Regions from separate parts of the Sus scrofa genome. Here region 1 is linked to region 2. A link is a contact called in public HiChIP or PLAC-seq data. All regions are on one chromosome and are shown on one strand. Each heading gives the region's core, a stretch centred on a gene start, on an enhancer-like site or on the middle of the called end of the contact. The rest is flanking DNA. Distances are from core to core; before and after follow the strand shown. Region 1 overlaps MCMBP (minichromosome maintenance complex binding protein). Region 2 overlaps RGS10 (regulator of G-protein signaling 10).

The links. HiChIP or PLAC-seq counts read pairs in DNA pulled down with a chosen protein or histone mark.
Region 1: a contact with region 2 is called in an H3K27ac HiChIP or PLAC-seq map of alveolar macrophages. The contact joins two enhancer-like sites. A contact is called at or near these places in 2 of 2 datasets of contacts at active chromatin or transcription factors (alveolar macrophages and skeletal muscle).

Annotation. Positions count from the first base shown.
Region 1 is chr14:129,687,053-129,693,147 of Sscrofa11.1, forward strand. MCMBP (minichromosome maintenance complex binding protein) reads right to left here. Exons shown (of 16, transcript NM_001243591.1): 8 at 6,049-6,095; 9 at 933-1,111; 10 at 459-582. Among named protein-coding and RNA genes, the nearest start is that of MCMBP, 52 kb to the right of the region's middle. Within about 2 kb of position 4,214, at least 1 of the 83 cell types and tissues checked has an H3K27ac peak or open chromatin away from gene starts, as enhancers often do. A contact at or near this core is called in alveolar macrophages, where this site is marked.
Region 2 is chr14:129,393,676-129,399,474 of Sscrofa11.1, forward strand. The region is part of intron 4 of RGS10 (regulator of G-protein signaling 10); the gene reads right to left. Among named protein-coding and RNA genes, the nearest start is that of RGS10, 28 kb to the right of the region's middle. Within about 2 kb of position 1,911, at least 22 of the 83 cell types and tissues checked have an H3K27ac peak or open chromatin away from gene starts, as enhancers often do. A contact at or near this core is called in alveolar macrophages, where this site is marked.

The DNA.
Region 1 (6,095 bases), core at 2,964-5,463, 300 kb after region 2:
ACTAAGATCTATAGTATAAAGATGTTTACTGTAAGGTTATTTGAATAGAGAAACCAAACTAGGAAAACCTAACATTTAGGGGAAAAGTAAAACTGTCTATAATGAGGAGTTTCCCTTGTGGCTCAGCGGTAATGAAACCAACTGGTATCCATGAGGATGCAGGTTCAATCCCTGGCCTCGCTCAGTTGGTTAAGGATCTGGCATTGCTGTGGATGTAGCGTAGGCTGACAGCTATAGCTCTGATTCGACCCCTAGCCTGGGAACCTCCATATGCTGTGGGTGCGGCCCTGAAAAAAAACCAAACCGGGAGATGCAATCAAAATGCTACATGTGACAGTGAGGAAAGTTGAAAAAAGGAATGCTTGCCATTTGGTATAACACCTCTTAACTGAACAAATGAAAAGACCATCTGTGGTGAAGTCTAATAAATGAAAACCCACCAGCAACACAGTACTTACACAGTAGAGATGAGATGTAATATAAGGTATTCAGCAGCCAAACTGTCTCCCAAAAGGGCATGAGTGAGGAACCCAAGCAGTTCTGCTCTGACTGGAGACAATTCAGACATGAAACTGGAAACAACTGGAGAGAGAAGGGAAACCAAATTCAGAATACACACTGGTTCCTCTTGCGTCTCTTAAGTTAAAAAATAACTGTGGAACAAAGCACTATATGTCACAGACAACCAGTGTGGACCTAAAATATTGGTAAGTGATGCCAACTGCCAAAATAAGACAGATGGAAGGGAGGGAGGGAGGAAGGAAGGAAGGACATATAGCTTGAGGAACCTCATTTTAATGAAGAGAATTAACACAGAGGAAAAAGGGGCAAAGCAAGGGCGATGGCTGGAGAAACAGATCATGACGACTGAGGACCTGATGGACCCCCGCACGCTGGTGACAGTCTCTGGGCCATGAGGCTTCAGCACTTACACTTACAGGTTTTGCTCTCCTCCTTGCTGAGGCAGGCAGGCAGTAAGGGGTTGATGTGCTGCAACTTCTGGGCTAAAACCACATGGATCCTTGGCACTAAGGAGGCGGGAGGACTGTGCACCCTCTGCTCTTCAGCTGTGTCTGCACACTCCATCGGGTCCAGCAACGAAGAGGCATCCCTGCCGAGAGGCAAGAAAGCTCCAGCTCGCACAGACCCACTGTTTTCCCCAAATTCTATTCTTTTGTTTTGAGATCCTCAGACTTCACAGAGTCATCAATTCATAAATCATCTTCCTTAAATATAAGGATGAGACCAACAACCCTTAGGTAGAGTGCACCAGGCTCTGGGCGACACTCTTCGTTTTGCACACACAAATTCATGAAACCTCACACCACCTGCATTTGCAATGGAAATCAAGCCACTGTAGAAGGTAAGTTGAAAGTCATACAGGCAGTAAGTACTTGGTCTGTGCACTAAAATGCCTTCATAAATGAAGTAACTCGAACATGAAATTCATCATAACAGAAATAGCCAAGACAAGCAATTTTGTATACTATTGTTATGAAACTGTTATTTATGTTTAAAGTTATTAAAAATTTTTGTTTTGTATCATTTTTTTAGTGTGAAAAATGGTCATCCAATGGAGAAACCAAGAGGAATGTCCAATATTTAACAAAAAAATTCTATTGGAGGGGCAGAATTCAATGCCTTTCTTTTGCCAACTTCAAAACAAAACAAAAAAGAGGATAATCTGAATTTTCAGACTATACTAAGTGGGGGAAAAATGTGTAACAGAGTATATATACCACGCCCCATTTTATATAAGAATAAATGAGGAGCTCCCCCATCGCTCAACAGTAACAAACACAACTAGTATCCATGACGATGTGGATTGAATACCTGGCCTAGCTCAGTGGATTAATGATGCGGTGTTGCTGTGAGCTGTGATGTAGGTCACAGATGCACTTTGGATCCTGTGTTTTTGTGGCTGTGGTGTAGGCCGGTGGCTGCAGCTCCGATTCAACCCCTAGCCTGGGAACCTCCATATGCCACAGGTGTGGCCCCAAAAAGAAAAAAAAGAAAAAATATAAATGTATCTATTTTTGCAAAAAAGAGGTACAGAGCAGATAAAAGCAGGAACTGAGGCTGGCTCCCTGTAGAGGATGGCTGGAAGCAGGGTTCAAAGGGATGAGGGTGGTGGGGAAGGACATTCAGACATTCTTTCTGTACAGTTTTGATTTTGGCAACAACATTCATGTTTCCTATGCTTACTCTTTTAAGTACAGAAACAGTAAGGATGGAAGAAAAGCTCTAAAGTGAAACACAAAGGAAACAAATGAACCTAACTACGTAAAATGAATAACGAGTAACAATACAGCACTGAAGGAGGAAGAAGTTACCTAAGCAACTTTGCAACATAGCACCCTGACTACACACTCTCACTCAAAACTAAAAAGAGCCTGAATCAAAAACTGATGGGAACCACCATGGCTCGGTGGTTAACAAATCCGACTAGGGACCATAGGGACCGTGAGGTTGAGGGTTTGATCCCTGGCCTCACTCAGTGGTTAAGGATCCAGCGTTGCCGTGAGCTGTGGTGTAGGTCGCAGATGAGGGTCAGATCCCGAGTTGCTGTGACTGTGGCATAGGCCGGCAGCTAAAGCTCCGATTGGACACCTCGCCTGGGAACCTCCATATGCCATGGGTTCGGCCTTACAAAAGACAAAAACAAAACAAAAACTGAACTCAAGTTATTAGGCTTGTTTTTTGCAGTGGTATGCACTACCAATTCTGCAAACATCTTCTCTGGAACGGCTGTCCCCCGCTTATCTGCAGGGAATATGTTCTAAGACCCATAGTGTTTGATGTCTGAAACTGTGGATAGAACTGAACCCCACATATACTCTGTCTTTTCCCATACACACATACCTATGATAAGAGTTTTAATTCATAAATTGGGCACAGTAAGAGATTAGCCACAATAACTAATAATAAAAATAGGACATTTGGAGTTCCCGTCGTGGCGCAGCAGTTAACGAATCCAACTGGGAACCATGAGGTTGCGGGTTCGGTTCCTGCCCTTGCTCAGTGGGTTAACGATCCAGCATTGCCGTGAGCTGTGGTGTAGGTTGCAGACGCGGCTCGGATCCTGCGTTGCTGTGGCTCTGGCGTAGGCCGGTGGCTACGGCTCCGATTAGACCCCTAGCCTGGGAACCTCCATATGCCACAGGGGCAGCCCAAGAAATAGCAAAAAGACAAAAAAAAAAAAAAAAAAAAAAGGACAATTATAATGATACACTGGAATTAAAGTTATGTGAATATGGTCTCAAAATACCTTACTGTACAAATTTAATGACTTTTCCCTCTTAATTAAGCACTTATCACAACTATGGCTGTAAACTTTGGCAGGTTGAGATGCAAAAGCAAAACTAGCACAAATTTCTTTTTCCTTCTTGATAATTTCACAGAACCTTCTGTTGTTTTTAGGGTAGATGTTAGTGACTCCAGCAGATAATTATTTTCTTATTAATTAGCTGAGAACTTTCACCTTTTCACTTAAAAATAGCACTTAATGACATTTCGTTGGCATATCCAAATTGCTAGTACTCTTACACTTTGGAGCCATTATTAAGTAACATAAGAGTTTCTTGGAACATAAGCCCTATGACACGGTGACAATCTGCTAGCCCAGGTGGCTACTAAGTGGCTAATGGGTGGGATAGGGTACAAAAGGCCGATTCACGTGCTGGGTGGAACGGATGGGGACGGTGCGAGATTTCATCATACTATTAACAATGGCATGCAATTTAAAGCTTATGAATAATTTATTTTTGGAACTTCCCCTTAATATTTCAGACTGAGTTTGACTACAGGTAACTGTAACCATAGAAAGCAAGACCAAGGTAAAGGGAACCTACTGTGTGTAGAACTGAGCAAATGAACATACTGTGCATTCTGGAAGTTTCCTTCTGTCAGAACAGGGAATTACAAGTATGGAAAGGAGGAAAACTAGAACGACACCTAGTTGTGGAGCTGAACTAATGTGGAACCAGAAAGGCCGTGTGTACTCATGGTTTTTGATATATAGACTTGGAAATAACACAAAGACCTATAGATACATGCGTGTATACAAATGTGTATGCGTGTGTGTAATTATGTATATACTTATTTCTGAGATCTGCCAGTTAAAACAGCAGGGAAGTGATGCCAGCACAGTACCAATAACCACGGTGACATTCGGATCTTGATTTTTCCTTCTTCTTTTTTTTTTTAAAGGGCCACGCCTGTGGAATATGGAAGTTCCCAGGCTAGGGGCTGAATCAGAGATACAGCTGAAGCCTACACCACAGCCACAGCAACACTGGATCTGAGCCACATCTGCAACCTACACTGCAGCTTGCAACAACGCAGGTCCTTAACCCACTGAGCCAGGGCAGGGATCAAACCCACATCCTCACAGATACCATGTGGGGCTCTTAACTCACTAAGCCACAACAGGAACTCTAGATCTTGATTTTTAAATATAATTCCTCACTAAAGAAACCAGTGCTCCTTTGAGACTGACGGATGAGAAGTACAAGATGAGGCTGAAATAGCTTAGGGTGTCCAAAAATACATGTTTAAAAATAATAAGGTCAGAGTTCTCCTGTGCATAGTGGGTTAAGGATCTAGTGCTGTCACCACAGCAGCTTGGGTCAGTGCTGAGGTGCAGCTTCAATCCCTGGCCCAGGAACTTTCTCATGCCCTGGGCATGCGCGGCCCCCCCAACCCCGCCGCCCCCGACGATAAGGTCATATCAAAAAGGATCCAGAGCCTGCTTAAAGTGGCTCCCACAAGCCAAATATGGGAAAATATGATCTCATTAGAAATAACAGGTTAACAACCACACTGATATAAACAAATTACTTGAACAAATTACTCGGGAGAGAGGAGAAACCTTACAGTAGAATGCCAAAGAATAAATGTAGGAGGAGTGACTGGGATAGAAAATCACCATCATAACACTTGATTCAAGCAAGAATCATCAACATGCTAAAATAAGTGGGTGAAAGTTAAATAAGAAACTGGAAATTATGTGGTCTCAAAGCATTTCCCTCTAAATTACTTGTTAACTACAAAGTAAAAAATAGTAACTTTATGGGAGCGAAACCTGGCAAACACCACCTTAACCAAGGGATCAAAACCGACTTCAGCAGTAATGGGGTACTGCGCCCTCTGATGGAATATGCTGAGGACACCGCACCTTGTGGTTTCCTGCCCCAAACGCAAAACTGGAATCTAATCAAAAGGAAACATCAGACAAACCCAAACTGAGAGACAGTCTACAAAATAACTGGCTTGCAGTCTTCAAAGTGTCAAGGCCCTGTTCTGCCACCTGAGGACACAGTAAGACAGCCACCTGCAAACTGGCCCTCACTACCTGCTGGGTCTGCTGGGCCTTAATCTTGAACTTCTCAGACTACAGAACTGTGAATCCTCACAATGAATTTTTGTTGTGTAAATTAAAAAAAAAAAAAAGTGTCGGAGTTCCCACTGTGCCACAGCAGCACCAGGACACAGGTTCAATCCTTGGCCCAGCACAGCGGGTTAAAAAGGATTGCTGCAGCTGCAGTGTAGGTCACAACTGCAGTGTGAATATGACCCCTGGCTAGGGAACTCCATATGCCAAAAAGAAAAATGAGTTAAAAAAGTGTCAAGGCCATAAAGGCCAAAAAAAGACAGTTCCAGGTTAATACAACCAGTGATCCTATGGAGCCTAGACCAAAAAGACTGTCAGAAAGAACAAGATAATTAGTAAAATTAAATGTTTTGTGGTTAGTGTATTCTTGGCAAATGTCCAATTTTTGCAGCAATACTCTGATTATATATGAGAAAGTCGTTGTAGGAAATATGGATGCAAGTATGACTTCCGCAACTTACTCTCAAAAAATGTACCTATGTATAAAAATGCATGTGTGTAAGCACAAATCAATGACAAAACAAATGGAGCATAGTATTAACAACTTGTAAGTTTGGATGAAGAGGAAAAGGGAATTCTTTATAACTATACTGCAACTTTTCTCAAAATTTAAAACTGTATCAAAATTAAAGGTTACTAAAAAAGAGCAAACGTACCTTTCATCATTATTCAGTACGCTGAGCACAGGATCCACAGACAGTAT
Region 2 (5,799 bases), core at 661-3,160:
CAGAGGCTTTAGAGATAGAAAGGTGTGTGAACTGGGGCCCAGACACTTGTAGGAGCAGAATTCTGTTTTAAATCTTTCACATGGCACAACCTCAAGTCACTGAGCAGAGTTCAAGGTGTTCTATTTTCAAATACTCAGGGAAGGTTCTGGAAGGATATACAACATAAGGCAGAAAGTGAGAGGGAAGAGGCAGGAACTGGGTGGTGTTAGCTTTTCACTTCATGTAGTAATTTAACAATTAAAAAAACTTTAAGGCATGCCCTTGTGGAACAGTAACTTAACGATCCAGGCATTGTCACTGCAGAAGCTCAGGTCACTGCTGTGGTACAGGTTCAATCCCTGGCCCAGGGAATTTCCATGTGTTGCAGGCACAGCAAAAATGACAATTTTAAAAGTTAACTTGTCCAGAATGCTGGGTGGAGCAGTAACAGGATGTGCTCATGGCTAGTGCTGGTTTAGTGGGTTCCTGTGCTGGCCTTCCTCCCTGGAGTTCTAGCCGTGAGGGTGAATAGGACACATGTGTTCAGGCCACCAAGCTGACAGGGCCAGCACAGGCGGGCATTGCCATTTCTTGTACAAAAGAAAGGCATGTCAGGCTGCTGTGACTAATTTGACCCCTTCATGTTGTGGGTGCCTCTCAGCGCCTGAGTGACTGGAGGGAATGTTCTAGAATCAGCAAGGGCTGGTTGTATGGGAGATGAGAACTGAGGAAAGGAGGCGAAGGTGGGAAAAGAGAAGCCAGGGGAGAGCATTGGTTGGTCTTTAAATGCCAGAGACCACGCTGCTGTCCCAGGAGCCCCACGAGTGGTGGGGCAGGAAGGGTCCAGCTGAACCGGAAGCCCTGGGCTCAGGCTCCATTTCCCCTCCCAGCTCTGCGACCTCGGGCAGTCAGGTCACCTTCCTTCCCTCGAGGGAACTTTCTCTCGTAAACTGAGGTGTTGGGTCCCTCCTTCCCCAGACAACTTGAGAGTCAAATGAGACGCACACACAATGACATTGTGTAAACGAGGTTCAGTCCTACTGGTTTCCCAGGATTCACTAAAGTGTAGAAAACTGACATCTATCATTTGCTGCTTTTTTAAAAGGTAGGGCCTGGGGGCTCAGTGAAGCTAAGGCACGTGGACTATCTCGTTTTCAGAAGTCATTAAGCCAGGGTTCCTCAGCCTTGGCGCTACTGACATCTTGGACCAGATGCGTCTGTTGGGAGGGGGAGGGGGCGGTCCCGTGCACTGCAGGGTATTTAGCAGCATCCTGGCCTCTGCCCATTAGGTGCCAGGGGTAGCATTCCCACTCCAACTGTGACAACCAAAAATGGCTCCAGACACGGCCCAGGGTCCCCTAAGGAGCACAATCCACCCCCAGGTAAGAATGACTGCGTGAGGCCAAGGCACATCTTCCTGTGACATTCTAAAGGACAGGCACAGTTACCTCTTCTGGGGAGCTGACTGCACACCAGGCACCGCACTAAGTTAAGCACCTCACTGTGTTTCATCCTCATGACTGCCTCATTGTAACCTGAATTTCACAAATGAGGAAACTGAGGCTCAGAGAAGGACCACATCTTGCCTAAAGTTTGATAACCACTAAATTCTAAAGTCAAAGAAAAGAGAAAAAAATCAGGTCTAAGGAAACAAGGTTGCCATCAGGGGGTGATTTTTCTTAAACACAGGGGCATGGAAGGCTTGCGGGTGGCTCTGTGTGTAGCTTGGGGAGGCAGCAGAGTTTGCCAAAAGCCCCACGTTACTGATGAGGCCACAGAGGCCCCACCAGGAAACAGGATCCACGTGGGCCAGGATGGGAGGTCAAACTGAAACATCAGTTCCCACTTCCCCCTCCTGGCTGACCTGACATGCAGTGACAATGACAGTGCATCTGCATTGTCACTCAGCATCCAGGAAGTGATGGGCAGGGAGGGGTAGGGAAGGGGGAGGGGAGGCAGGCCATCTGGGTACAAATGATGAGCCATGGTCAGGAGACCGAGGGTTTGCAGCTGACTTTCTAGTAACTGAGATCACTCTGCATGCAGTCATCCATGTTCTCTGCCTGGCTGATGAATGACGGGCACAGCTGGAGCTGGGGATCAGAGCCAAGGTGCCCAGCTTTCAAGAGGTCCTTAGTCTAGCTGGCACATTTTATAAATAGCACAGGGTTGAAATTAAACTGGTTACCCCAGCCTCAGGGTCTAGCCCCAGCCAGTCCCTCCCAACTTAGCTTCTGTCACTTCCTTCCCTCACTCCACTCCAGCCACACAGACCTCCCCCGACACAGAGGGTGGATTCCAGCCCCAGGGCCTTTGCACCTGCCATTAGCTCTCCCTGAAAGGTCCTGCCCCTTCTCACCAGGCTCCCCTTGGCCGCTCAGATCTCAGCTGCCTCTTCAGGGGGCCCTCCCTGACCACTTGACCCGAAGTGGGCTCTTCCCAGGCACTCTTAGCCCATCACCTGTTGCATTCCTTTCCTGGCATTTACCTCCCTCCAGCCTCCTGGGTGGACAGGTGCTGCTTTCCTTGCTGCACACACAGTTCCTAGCACAGTCCCTGGCACAGAGCAGGCCCTCCATGGATACATACAGCGTAAAGGACTGAAAAAACAAGTCCACACAGCAGCAAACCAACCGAAACTGAACTGAGACCTCCCAGGGGAATTCTTCAGACAAAAAGCCACTGAAGAAACCAGCTCTCTGTAAGATCACCTCCCCCTTCCTGCTTCCTACAACTTCTGTCCCATAGCAGCCTTGGAGTCTAGGCTAAAGAAATGCCTCCAGTACTGCTCTCGCCTCTCCTGGGCTGGCCAGCTGGGCACACCGCTGGGCCACAGGAGCAGAGCTGAATTAAAGCAGAAGACAACCTCTCCAATTATGTATTTTCCAAGTAACAAAGCCCCCAAACTTAAGGGATCATTTTGGATGAAATTCCTTTTTTTTTTTTTTTTTTTTGTCTTTTTGCCATTTCTTGGGCCACTCCCGTGGCATATGGAGGTTCCCAGGCTAGGGGTCTATTCAGAGCTGTAGCTGCCAACCTACGCCAGAGCCACAGCAATGCGGGATCCGAGCCGCATCTGCAACCTACACCACAGCTCACGGCAACGCCAGATCGTTAACCCACTGAGCAAGGCCAGGGACCGAACCCGCAACCTCATGGTTCCTAGTCAGATTCGTTAACCACTGCGCCACGACGGGAACTCCATCGGATGAAATTCTTTTAAAACGTTTAACACTTTCGGCAGTGAATATGCTGGCCAAACTTTGTTTTTTGCTTGATACTTTGGGGTCATTACGATCACTAACTGCGTCACCACCCTGTAGCACAGGGATGCCCCTAGTGTGGTGTGTGGGGAGCTGTGGCCCCCACGCTTGGTGGTTCCCAATCACCGTGCTGTGGTTTCGTGTTTAGTATCATGTTTGTTTCCTCCCTGGCTGTTAGCCATGGCTTCTTGCTGCCCATTACTCCACAGCCTCTACCACCAGCACTTCAAACTGGCTGTGAACTGAAAAACCAAAACTGTCAGAACTGCGTGTAAACCAAGAGTCAACAGGACCTGAACGAAGACCTGAGACGCTCTCCTTTAGATGAGACTCGTGGATGTCAGATCATCTCATGTGAGGCTCAGGGAGGATTTTCCCGTCCTTCTAAGGTTCCAGCTGTGCCCCCAAATCCATGCTGCCCTATCAGCAGCCTCCAGGGCATGGAGTGCTGCCCGCTGTGGGGAGGAGCTGAGGCTCCCTGAGGTTTTCCTGGTGAGCCAGTGCTGAAAGCAGGCTGTTCAGACAACTTGGCGATAAAGCCAAGGGGTGCTTAACAAAGCCAAAGCTGCGGAGGAAGTCTTCAAGTTAATGTGCAGTCTTGTTCCAAACACACTCCCCTCAGCTTCACGCTCCTTCATTTAGGAAAACACGGCTTTCGCGGGAGCCTTTTGGGAGCAGAGACCCACAGACTGTGCTGAGCATCCGTTATGATAGTTATGAGCAATTCCCCCACCCCACGTTCCCCCCAACTCCGCCCCGAGGCAGAGTTTTCCAAAGCGAAACAGAACCCAGAAGCCCTTCCCAGGGACTTGCTATAGAATCAGCTCAGATTCCAAATATCTCGTCCCCACCCAGTTTCACCTCAGGAAGATAGCTCCTCTTCCCCCCTCAAATAAATGACTTTTAACAACAGGGTATAAAAGCACTTTTTTTTTTTTTTTTTTTTTTTTACAGAGTAGTTTGAACTCTTCTACCACACATGTTAGATGTGTGTGCACATGCATATTTGTAGAAAAAAGATGGAAAGCCTAGACATCAACAGGAATGGAATGAAACTGTTTTCATCTTTACATTTTGGTTTCCCAAGTTTCTTTTGCCAAGCCTGTATGATTTTTCCAGTTAAGTAGATAAGTTTTGGGGTCTGTTTTTTTGGGGCCGTACCCAGAGCGTGCAGAAGTTTCTGGGGCCTGGTATCAACCTCCACCACAGTAGTGACAGCACCAGCTCCTTTAACCGCTAGGCCACCAAGGAACCCCAACAAGTCTTTTTTAATAAAAATTATTTTTAAAATATTTTTGTCACTTTAAGGAAACATCCTCTGTCCCTTATTTCCTCCTTTTTATATAACACTAAACCTTCCACGTCTCAATCCAGTGAGGGTGCCCAGGTCACAGAGACCCAGCTGGCCTAACGGCAGGACAGCCAGGCCTTTGGATTTTGAGACGTGTCACAAGCCTTAACGGCAGGAGAGCCAGGTCCTCCGGAGCCCGTGGTCTTGCACATGGAATGGCAGGAGCCCGTCCCACTCCTCGCCACCCCAGGTGGCTTCTGCAGTCCCAGAAAAGAACCATATACAACCATGGCTTTCCAATCCCCCTGCTCCAGCAGATCTCAGGGGGCTTTGAGGAGCAGTGTGGGGCTGTCTTGGAGCCCAGGGCAGCTGCTCAGGCTGTGGGGGACACAGTGTAGTCTTTGAAAGCAGGCATGACAGCCACCAGCACTTCCTATACCAGCGGGACTTTGTGCTAACAAACCACTTGTGCCCTTGACCCCAGCTTTCCTCCCCATCAAAATGGGAATGCCACTGCTCACTGGAGTGTAAATGTGATAGTACAGATGCCAAGGGGGCCGGGCACAGAAGGGCACCTCTGAAAGGTAGATACTGCTCTTACTGAGAATACCTAGAACACAGGAGTGTCAGTGCAGTTCTCAGCCCTGGCTGCATGTCAAAGTGCCCTAAGAAGCCGGGGAGCAAATCAGAGGTCCAGGTAGGGTGGATCCCCGTGCGGTTACAGCCCAGGAACTGCCTTGAATCATTCCTCCCACTTCCCTTCCCCTCCACAAATCCATGTCCACAGCACCCCTCTCGCTGGCTCAAAATCACCACCTCCAGGAAGCCCTCAGCAAGTTTTCCATGTTAACTGGCGTCCATTCAACCCCCAAACTTGATTCAGAATTCATGCGGAATTTGCACTTGCCACCGTATCAATTGGAAAACAGTCCCCAGCTACTTCTCATACTTGTATTTGCTACCTGTCTTGTTTTCTATCTGTTGCTGAGCAAGTGAGGCCTGCTGGATGTTGGGATATGTCCTGGGCTCAGTGCCCACTCCAGGTGATCAAAAAACGCCAAACGATGCAATGGGCCAGTGGTTTCTTAATGTGTAGTCCTGGGACCTGCAGCATAAGAGTCACCTGGGAACTTGTTGGGAAGACAACATCTCGACCCACCTGGGAACCATCAAGCCTGCTGATTAACTCTGGGGCTGGAGTCCAGCCTCTGTTTTAACAAGCCCTCCAGAAGTTCCCTTCGTGGCTCCGCAGTTAACGAACCCAA